2 separate regions of the Bos taurus genome follow, and region 2 is linked to region 1. The links are chromatin contacts, called in public Hi-C maps. All regions are on one chromosome and are shown on one strand. Each heading gives the region's core, a stretch centred on a gene start, on an enhancer-like site or on the middle of the called end of the contact. The rest is flanking DNA. Distances are from core to core; before and after follow the strand shown.

What was found. A called contact is a pair of places that touch in the nucleus more often than the background predicts.
Region 2: a contact with region 1 is called in a Hi-C map of skin fibroblasts, with 2.2 times the contacts expected there. The contact joins the promoter of GM2A here to the enhancer-like site in region 1. A contact is called at or near these places in 4 of 11 Hi-C or Micro-C datasets (liver, skeletal muscle, skin fibroblasts and 1 more).

What each region holds. Positions count from the first base shown.
Region 1 is chr7:62,429,154-62,434,635 of ARS-UCD2.0, forward strand. It overlaps CCDC69 (coiled-coil domain containing 69), which reads right to left. Exons shown (of 9, transcript NM_001206624.1): 9 at 5,338-5,482. Among named protein-coding and RNA genes, the nearest start is that of ANXA6, 27 kb to the left of the region's middle. Within about 2 kb of position 3,563, at least 1 of the 102 cell types and tissues checked has an H3K27ac peak or open chromatin away from gene starts, as enhancers often do. A contact at or near this core is called in skin fibroblasts, where this site is marked.
Region 2 is chr7:62,493,286-62,498,863 of ARS-UCD2.0, forward strand. GM2A (ganglioside GM2 activator) reads left to right here and starts at 2,662. Exons shown (of 4, transcript NM_001205547.3): 1 at 2,662-2,891. The coding sequence starts at 2,802.

The sequences.
Region 1 (5,482 bases), core at 2,313-4,812:
GTGATTTATCTCAAAGAGTGTTCTGCCTATGTTTTCCTCTAAGAGTTTTTTATAGTTTTGGTCTTATATTTAGGTCTTTAATCCATTCGAGTTTATTTTTGTGTACGGTGTTAGAGAATGTCCTAATTTCATCCTTTTACATGTAGCTGTCCAGTGCAACCAGCAGCACTTACTGAAGTGACTATCTTTTCTTCATTGTATAATCTTACCTCCTTTGTCATGGATTAATTGACCATAGGTGCGTAGGCTTCTTTTGAGGCTTTATATCCTCCAAGGGCTTTTTTCTAGTTCCAGAGAGCTGGGGCTACTCTCTAGTTTCTGTGTGCACGTGGTAATTCCACCAGCAGCGTATCTGCTCGAGGCAGCAAATACTGCCTGTAGGGAGAAATGTGGCAGTGGTAAGGCCAAGAAGAATGACCTGTCGGTGCTTGGATGCCAGGCTGGAGACATCCTTCTGTCAAGGACTCCATCACAGGGAAGGCAGGAATAAAGGCAAAATTGGTCCCACAGCGTTGCCCCTTTGAGTCCAGGGGAAAATTGGGCAGAGGCTGGGAAATAAAAACAGTTCAGATTTGTCCTCTCTCGATTGAGTCTCTTAAAATAAGATTTCCTGGGACTCTGCCTCTTTTGGCAGATGGAGGTATTCAGAGGGCATTTGCTGGCCTGAACAAAGGGACACAAGCAAGAAGCCAAGAAGGGCAAAGGGATTTGTGAAATTCCGTTTGCAAAGTGTGGGCAAGGTCAATGATGGTGGTGGGGAGGGGAGTGGTAGATGGACCAATTAGAAGCTGTACTTGAGGCCAGTGGGATAGGAGAGCTGGTCAAACTGTGGGTGGGGAGAATTCCCTGGCCATCCAGTGGTTAGGACACCGTGTGTGTTGGGTTCATCTCTGGCCAGGAAATTAAGATCTTGCAAGCCATGGTGGGTAGGGCCAGAGACCAATACAAATCCCGACAGCTTGACTGGGGACGAGGGGAAGACTGAGTGGGTGGAGTGATAAAAGCTGGGGAAGGGGACTGTCAGCTGAACAAATGCTGCTCACTAGGTGTCTCAGCTCTTGCCCATTTCCTGCCCACCCAAGCTAGCACCCCAGAATGAAGCCAGCACAGTCAGTTCAGCTGAGAGACTCCGTGGGTACAGACACAGGGAAATACAGCTGCTGGGCTCTGCACTGCCAGGACAGCATGAATGCAGAAGGAGAGGGCCACCAGGGAAAGACCTGCGTCTTCACAAGGGCCCTGGAGTCAGGGTCTCCAAGAACCTCAACTCAGAAAGTCCTTCACACCTGCCTTAAGTATCTCTTCTTAGACCCACCTGTAAACTGAGGGAGCTGCACTAGCGGTTCTCTAAGATCCTTCTTGTGACATTCTGGGATTTATGGTTAGTTTCACGTGGAACGGGGGAGTCAGGGTCCACCTTTGTCCAACAGAGGAAAGAGGTGACTCTTCTAGACTCAACGGTGTCTCTCTCTTACTCAATTCCAACCGTAACAGTAACGATGATCCAGTTTAGAAGGTCTTGACCATGACTATCAGCATCACTTGGGAGGCTGTTAAAAACAGATTCTTAGACCCCCCCTGCCATTAAGTCTGGACAGATTCTAGAAGCCTAACAAGTCCTATAGGTGATTTCAATCTTCAGGAAGATTTGATAAGCAGTGTGTCTCAACTATAGCTGCACAGTAGGGTCACCTGGGGAGTTTTCTTTTTAATATTTTTTATTGATTTATTATTTTGCTGTGCCAGGTCCTAGTTGCGGCACACAGGATCTTCTGTCTTCATTGCTGCATGTGAACTCTTAGTTACAGCATGCGGGATCTAGTTCCCTGAACAGAGATCGAACCTGGGCTCCTGCATTGGAAGCATGGAGTCTTAGCCACTGGATCACTAGGGAAGTCCCCAACTGGGGAACTTTAAAACTACTGGCACTAAATCCTCACCTCAAGCCATGTTCCAATGGGTTTGGTCTGGAGGTGGGGCCCAGGAATTGGTTATCTTACAAGCACCTCAGTGACTCTACTGTGCAGCCAAAGTTAAGAAATCTATGCATTTGTCTACCTCTGAGCTGCTTCACCCAATACAGAAGGCTTTTAACAGATGTGGCTATTTAAATCCAAATTAACTAAAAGCTTAAAATCCTGTTCCCAAGTTGCACTAGCTACATTTGAAGAGCCCTATAGCTACATGTGACTGCTGCTGCTAAGTCACTTCAGTCGTGTCCGACTCTGTGCAACCCCATAGACGGCAGCCCACCAGGCTCCCCCGTCCCTGGGATTCTCCAGGCAAGAACACTGGAATGGGTTGCCATTTCCTTCTCCAATGGATGAAAGTGAAAAGTCAAAGTGAAGTCACTCAGTCGTGTCCGACTCTTAGGGACCCCATGGACTGCAGCCTACCAGGTTCCTCTGTCCATGGGATTTTCCAGGCAAGAGTACTGGAGTGGGGTGCCATTGCCTTCTCCGCTACATGTGACTAGTGGTTACATATTCAGCAACACAGATGCCAGTGCAGAAAGTTCTATTGGTAGCACTGCTCTAGAAAACTGGTCCCCAGATATTCAGAATTCCTACTCACTGCACCATGATGTACCGAAGAATCTGATTTGAGATTGTGTTGCTCAGAGTACCATGAAAGAGTTTGACGAATGTTTGCCTCCCACAGGCCTGGCGTCTCATATCCAGTATCTCATTTGCTTCTTATCAGCTCTGCAAAATAGGCCAGAGTAGGATTATTGCTTCCACTTGATAAACAACCAAGGCTCACAGGAAGAAAGGGATTTGTTTAAGGTCCCACAGCTAGCAGGTGGCAAGGTTAGGAATCAAATCAGAAACCTGGACTTCTAGTTCAGTACTTCCAGTGATGTTTTTCACAAAGGGCCCTTTAGAGACCAACTGGTATGAACACCGTCATTGTATAAACGAAAACACTAAGATCAGAAAGGGAGGGAGACTGCAGATGCACAGCAAACTGATGACAAACTGAAACTGGTAAACTGGTTTTTAGTCTTCAGTGCAGGACCCCATATAAGAGAGCAAGGAGCATGGAGAATGGGGATGGGGAGGAAAAGCGGGATTTCAAGTCCCCACCAGGGACCTCCTGCTTGTAGGTAGTGGTAGAACATCAGGAAGCTAGAAGTCAGGCAAGCTCATTCTCTCCTTCCAGACCCAGAGGAGCTCTTCTTCATCCTCAGGGAGGATTATATGAGATGGCACAGCTGTGCAGCTATTGGCCAGTTCTGCTTCCCTGTCAGATGAGCAACCCCCTGGCCTAGGGGACACTGCATTCAGTTCCCCACTTTAGAGGTGGCAGTGGATGGGACCAATGTCTCCCTCTGTTAAAGTTTCATTTTCATAATTTTTAATTGGAGTATGGTTAGTATATGACATGTTAAAAGCGTACAACATAGTGAATCAAAACTTTTACATATTGTACTCCATTTACAGCTATTATAAGACCATGTGATGCTGTTAGAGCAGGTGCCACAGTGGCCACTGCTGCCCCACCTGGACCACACACACTCCAGGCCCACGGGTCGCCTCTGCATCCCTAGACGCTCTGTTCCCAGATCCTGGCTGTCCTAGACCCAGTGCCAGGCTGTGGTGTGGACTGAGTGGGGCCGGGCATTCGCTCAGATCGGTGAGGTGGTTGTTGCTAGGGCAGACCTCTCTGCCCTGTCTATTGACAGGTCAGCACCCATGTACTCCTCATGAGTGGAGTCTAGGCTCTGCCAGCATTTCTGTCAGTCCCACTGGTTCTCCAGGCAGCCACAAAGGCTTGTCCCTTCTGTGTGGGACCCTAGGACTGGAACGTCCAGTCTGTGGCTCCACCCGCTCACTCCCCAGGATGAGTGTCCACTCGTGTGATCAGATTTCCTTCTCAGTCCCCTCCCAGGGTCACAGGTGCTCACCCAGTGCTTTTCTTCCCGTCCTACCTGATTCTGTGGGAATCTTTTCGTAGCCTTGGTTACACAGGAACTCTTCCAGTTTCCAGATAGAATTCTGAGAGGCTTATTGCACACGTAGATGTGTTTTTGGTGTGTTTGTGGGGGGAGGTGAGCTCTATGTCCTCATACCCAGCTATTTTGTTCAGGCTCCAACTCAGATCTTTATTCCAACCATTCTAACAATCAGTTCAACATGTGTGTACCCATGTCTCTCCCCTTCTCTCCATGGCAGACCCTTCTTTCTCCCCTAAACCCGCCATCCGAGCTTCAGCGATCTTGGTACAGAAGAGTGCGACAAAACCCATTCCAGGAAGTACCGAGTTACCTTATGTCTCTCCTCCACTGGGGAGGAGCCCTCAGCTTCTCTCCAGGGACCTGAACAGCTTATCTTTGTCCACAGACACCTGGCCTTTCAGGTGCTCTGATACTGACGTGTGACGGTGGCCACGTCACTATTCTCTCACTGTGCCTCTTACCTGCCCACCATGCCCCATGCAGAGACAGCACATGGGGCAGCTGATAGACAGTAAAATTTTGTCCCTGCAGCTGGGCCCACCCCCTGATGTCAGCGCCAGGCCCACAGCGATACACGATGTGCTAGGAGAGCCAGGTGGGATGCAGGGAGCACCCTCTGTGTGGAAAAGACCTAGGCCAGGGATGCTGCCATTGATACCTGCCAGGCCAGGAACCCCAGGGTGTGGGGACAGCTACCACCCATGTCCTTGTGTCCCCCTGCACCCTGACCCCTGGCATCCAGGTGTAGAGCAGCGGGTAGAAGCAGGGGTAGGTAACTGTGTGAACCTTGGTGGTTTTGATGCCAAGGCTGCTACTGCTGCTAAGTCGCTTCAGTCGTATCAGACTGTGTGTGACCCATAGACAGCAGCCCACCAGGCTTCCCGTCCCTGGGATTCTCCAGGCAAGAACACTGGAGTGGGTTGCCATTTCCTTCTCCAATGGATGAAAGTGAAAAGTGAAAGTGAATTCGCTCAGTCGTGTCCGACTCTTAGCGACCCCATGGACTGCAGCCTACCAGGCTCCTCCGTCCATGGGATTTTCTAGGAGGTGCCCCTAAAAAGCAGAAAGAACCTTCACCATCACCCTTACACTCTGCCAGCCCATCAGTGCTTTCACTTCTTGTTTCAGCCTCAGGGCCTCACTCCAAGCCTTGGCCTATTCTGACAGGCAGCATTTGAGCCAGCCTTTACTCCAGCCTCAGCCCCAACACCAAGCCTGGGTAAGGCCAGGGCCCATGGGATGCCAGTTCCTGAGAAGTCCAGAACTGCTGGTGAGTCCCTCAGCTCCCAAGACTTACTCAGCAAGGAATGCTGCCCCCAGCAGAGGCTTTGTGTAAAGACCCACTTCCTCTCTCTCCCAGGAAAGCAAGGCCAGATGAATGCAGTATCACGTGTTCTTTTTATTTTCCATAGCTTGCCTGCCCCAGGGTGAAGGTATGACCACAGCTCACCTCTTCACAGCCACCACAGGCTACACGAGGGAAACCCCACCTCCCTCAACCTGCCCCTTCTCCAGCCTGGCCCG
Region 2 (5,578 bases), core at 1,412-3,911, 63 kb after region 1:
CTGGTTAGAGGGCTAAAAACATTATTATCTTGATCACACAGGCTTCCTAGGTGGCTCATTGGTAAAGAATCCGCCTGCCAATGCAGGAGAGGAAGGAGACATGGGTTTGAATCCACTCCAGTATCCTTGCCTGGAAAATCCCATGGACAGAGAAGCCTGGTGGGCTTCAGTCCATGGGGTTGCAAAGAGTCGGACACAACTGAGCATGAACATGCATACCAGCTGATCATGCAGGTAACTGTTGATTAAACTTTCACCTTATATACATATATATATATATATATATATAAGGGAATATTACTTAGCTATTAAAAAACAACCATTTGAGGCAACATAAATGAACCTAGAGATTGTCATACTGAGTGAAGTAAGTCAGACAGAAAAAGAGAAATATCTCATGATATCCATTATATGCAAAATCTAAAAAAAAAATGATACAAATGAACATATTTACCAAACAGAAACAGACTCATGACTTAGAGAAAGAACTTATTGTTACAGGGACTGGTGTGGATAGTTTGGAACTTACATGTACACATTGCTATATTTAAAATGGATAATCAACAAGGACCTACTGTACAGTACAGGGGAACTCTGCTTAATACTCTGTTATAATCTAAATGGGAAAAAATTTTGAAAAGGAGCGGATACAATATATGTAAAACTGAATTACTCTGCTTTACTCCTGAAGCTATCATAATATTGCTAATCAACTTTACTCCAAAATAAAATTAAAAACTTTTAAAATGAAATAATTTTCACTTTAGGAAGGGGAGATAATCATGCAGATAATATAAGGGTGAGGCAGGGCCAGATCGGGCAGGGGATATACAGAAGCAAGAGAGGAGCCATCGTATGGGGCCTGACCATACAAGTGGATAATAGGGTAGTGGGGCCTTGACAGGTGCAAAGAGGAAGCAGGAACGCTGCTGGAAGAGAGTTGTACAGCCCCCTTGTGGCTTCCCAGTGAGGCTCCAGGTCATCCACCACCTACACGTCCACCAAGGAGCACAGTCCCAAGGACACGTCTTATACCTCTTTGAGAACAGCTTCAGGAGAAGTGTGTTCTAGTTTTGTTCCTGCTATGTGACATTGGGAGCTTCCCCAGTGGCCCAGTGGTTAAGAATCTGCCTGCAATGCAGGAATTGCAGGAGACTCGGGTTTGATCCTTGGGTTGGGAAGATCCCCTGAAGGAGGCATGGCATGGCATGACATACCATACCTTGGCATGGCAACACACTCCAGTATTCTTGCCTGGAAAATCCCAGGGACAGAGGAGCCTGGCGGGCTACATACAGTCCACAGGGTCGCAAAAAGTCGGACGCAACTGAAGTGGCTTAGAATACATGCATGTGACATTAGACAAGGCCTCTCACTCAGGGGGCCTGAAATTGCACTTATGTATAATGAAGAGGTTGTGCTAGATGAGAGAGGGAAGGGGTTATCAGAATGGGAGGAAGATGTGCAATCACAAAAACATATTAAAAGATTAGGTGAAATCTGGAGCTTAGTTAATACATCAATGCGAGTTCTTAGTTTTTATAAAAAATACCCTTATATCTTAATGTTAACAATAGGGAAAACTAGGAGAGAGTTTTGTGGTTATTTTGGCAACTTTTCTGTAACATAAATTAATTCCAAAATAAAATATTTCTTTTAAAAGATGATTGCTGCTGCTGCTGCTAAGTCACTTCAGTCATGTCCGACTCTGTGTGACCCCACAGACAGCAGCCCACCAGGCTCCCCCATCCCTGGGATTCTCCAGGCAAGAACACTGGAGTGGGTTGCCATTTCCTTCTCCAAAAGATGATTAGGTTGTTTTAAATTCTATTCATGCGTTCATTTATTCAATAAAGATTGATTGCCTATTATGTGTCAGGCACTGGGTACACATTACTGGTGACCATAAGCCACGGTTTTACCCCCTGTGGGGTTTACAATCTAGTAGTAATTTGGCAGGAATAGTATACCCACTGCTTTTTAAAAATATCGAACCTGAACTACAAAGTGTACTAGCTTAAGGAAATCTTGGCTGATGAGACATATATAAGCAGAATCCTTGCTCTATCAGTTCTTAGTCATGTGAGCTTGGCAAAGCTAACTTACCATATCGTGTATGTTTCTTCAGTGGTAAAATGGAGCAAAAAAATAGAGTCCCTATTTTACAGTGCTTGGCATGCATTAAAGCACTTAATAAATTGTTAGTTATCATTATAATAATTATTAAAAAGACAGTGATTTGTAACGCGGCTATGGGGAAGCGTAGTATAGACAGGGAACAAGACATTTTTGTCAAGAAAGACTTGGATGTGAAAATATGATGGTGCTTCCAGCAGTGAGTGACGGTAACAGCGGTGAGTTCAGAAGCAAAAACCCCGCCCCTCCCTCGCACTCTGGCCCATCCCAGTCAAGTTTCGTCCCTCCCTCGAGTTCCCTCCCCGGTCGCGCACTCATTCCCCGCCCCCGCCCCGCCCCCGCCCCGCCCCCGCCCCTTCCCTTTCTTCTTCAGGCACCGCCTTCATCCTCCGAAGGCGAGGCCTGACGCCCACGCGTGAAGCGAGGGTCTAAACGAGGAACCTCTAGGGGGTGGGGCCGGGAGAGCTCTGTCCAATCCCCGGCCCCGAAATCGCAGATCCGGAGGGGGCGGGGCACAGTGGGAAGTGGCCTCATTCAGCTTTGCATAGCAATGCACAGCTTTGCATAGCAATGCACAGCTTTGCATAACAAACACGGGCAGGTATTTAACAGAGTCGTCGCCTCCACGAAACTGCAGTTAACCAGGCGAGGACCCACCCTTTACGATGAGCCCCCTGTTGCAGGCTCCCTTCCTGGTCTCCCTGGGCTTGCTTCTTGCCGGCCCAGCGCTTCCTGCACGCATTCTCCAGAACCGGGTGAGTGCTCTCTCCTTTAGGAGGCTGCTGCTAGCATCCCTGCCGAGCTCGGGCTGTGCGGCTTAGGGTGGGATAAGGAGGTAGCCTCTCCGGTCTCTAGAATTACTTTTTTGCAGTAGAACTTCCCAAAGTCACTAATCGTGGGACTCTGAGTGGGTTCTTTTCTCTCAGCGCGTTTCATTTGGATTTTGGTTTCCCTATCTGGACAGAAGGCGGGCTGTAAGGCCTTGCTCTGCTCCAAATTGTTTTGGAAGGATTAATCTCACTCTCTCCTGTACTCTCCTGTCCTCTTTCCAAATGTCTGAGTGAAGTTTTGTAGAATTGCAAGACCAGTTCTCTACTCCCAGGCCCAGAGACTTAGCCCCATTTACTTGTCCCCTCTTTTACCCCGTGAGAAGGCCTGGCACCCAACTGCTCCCCTCTGTACTTCTCTGAGGCGCTGCCTGTTCTGGTGGGTGGCTGGTTCTGAGAGGCTCTTCAGGCCAGAAGGTCCAGACTTGCTCCTCTGGCAACAAAGCTGCGGCCCCACTCCTGGGTGTGAGTCATGGAGAGGGTCCAACCTACAAATTTCCCCCTTGTCATCTCAGTCACTGTGCTCCAGATCCTTGGGAAAGGGAAGTTCTGTCATTCTGAGTAGAGAAGCCTAATTCCCTGGCCTCTGCTGCACAGCTAGGGGTCAGACACTTGCAGATCCTTGGGAAAGGGAAGTTCTGTCATTCTGAGTAGAGAAGCCTAATTCCATGGCCTCTGCTGCACAGCTAAGGGTCAGATACTTGATATCTTTGGCAGCAAAGAGAGAGTCCTACCCTAGGTACCCTCCCGCCAACCAGCTTGCAAATGTTTGTCAGAGCCAGGAATAGGGAGGTATAGGGGAAAGAGGAATAGGACTAGGAGACTTGGCTTCTGATCCCTCCTCTGTCTCTAATCCATGGGCGTGGCGTTTGGGCTCCTTAAGCCTTGGTCTCCTCATCTGTAAAATGGGCTTGATAACACCAGCCTGCCTTTATCAGTGGTTGTGGATGAAGGGAAATGCTTCCCTGGATGGAAAAGCTCTTAAATCTTAAACTTAGGAAGTGATAGAAGCCAGTATGCTCAGTCTCACCCTCCCTAAGGGCAAAGAGTCTATTTTGCCAATTGAATGGAGGAGCAAAGAGCTCTTGGCTTTATTGTCCCAGAGAATTCACAGTTAGTCCCTGAGTGTAGGTTGCGAATGTTTCTCTGGGCTCCAGATCTGACTACTATGGGGTGGAATCTAGCTAAGGCTGGAACTTTCCCTGTGTTCCTGCTCTCCTGCATATCTTGGGTGTGGATGCCATCCCAGACCAGAGTGTCTTAGGTTGGCAGTTTTGGAGAGGCCATGAGACATCAGGGAGTTAACCCACCTTACTCAGCCCCAGGGAGAATGGTGCTCATCTGAGATTCCACAGTAATGGGTACTTCTTTCCATCCTTGTCTTCTATTGTCTGGGTTTTCTCCGGGCTCATGTGATTTGGAACCCTGACCCTGAGACCCTGGGCCACAGGAAGGCTTGAGGTGACAGTGAGCAGTGAGCATGAGGAAACTAGACTGAGTTCCAGTTCCTCTTCTAGCATTAAGTGGGTCTCATGGCCCTAGGCTGTGGTGAGCCTTAGATAACAGGGGAGAATGTCTTGCCCCAGATTGGGCATACAATAGGTGCTTAATAGACACTCTGATACTGTTGATATCATTTACTGTGCACACACTATGTGCTGTGTGTTGATCCATGTGCTTTTTTTCCCCTGATAAGCTTACTTTAGGGGAATAATTATAGACATACAGAAAAGTTGCAAAGAAAGTATAGAATTCCCACATACCCCTCACTTGGTTTACCCTGTTAGCATCTTTTTACCACCATGGGGCTTCCCCAGTGGCTCAGTGGTAAAGAAACCACCTGTCAATGCAGGAGACTCAGGTTTGATCCCTAGGTCAGGAAGGTCCTCTGGAGGAGGGCACGGCAACCCACTCCAGTATTCTTGCCTGGAGAATCCCATGGACAGAGGAGCCCGGCAGGCTACAGTCCATGGGGTCGCAGAGTCGGACACAACTGAAGCGATTTAGCACGCACGTACACATCCATTGGAATTCCCTGGTGGCTCAGACGGTAAAGAGTCTGCCTACAGTGCAGGAGACCTGGGTTCAATCCCTGGGTCGGGAAGATCCCCTGGAGAAGGAAATGGCAACCCACTCCAGTATTTTTGCCTGGAAAACCCTATGGACGGAGAAGCCTGGTAGGCTACAGTCCATGGGGTCGAAAAGAGTCAGACACGACTGCGCGACTTCACTTTCACACAAGCATTACCATGGTACATTTGTCAAGACGAGAAACCAACAGAGGTACGTTCACACTAGCTCAACTTTCAGACTTCCATTTGGATTTTACCAGTTTTCCCACTGATGTCCTCTTCCGGTTCTGGGATCCAGTCTGGGGCACCACGTTGCATGCTGTCCTGTCGCTCCAGCCTCCTCTGGTCTGTGACAGTTTCTCAGTCGTGTGTTTTCACGGCTGTGACAGTGTTGAGGAGTTGGGACCTTGAGAATTTGTATTCTTTCTGTTTACAAATGTCTCACCGTAGTAGCCCTGTGAGAAGATGTAATTATGCCCACTTACTAGATGAAAAAATAGAGCCTCAAGAAGGGTCACCTGACCCCTGTTCTCAGCTAGTGTG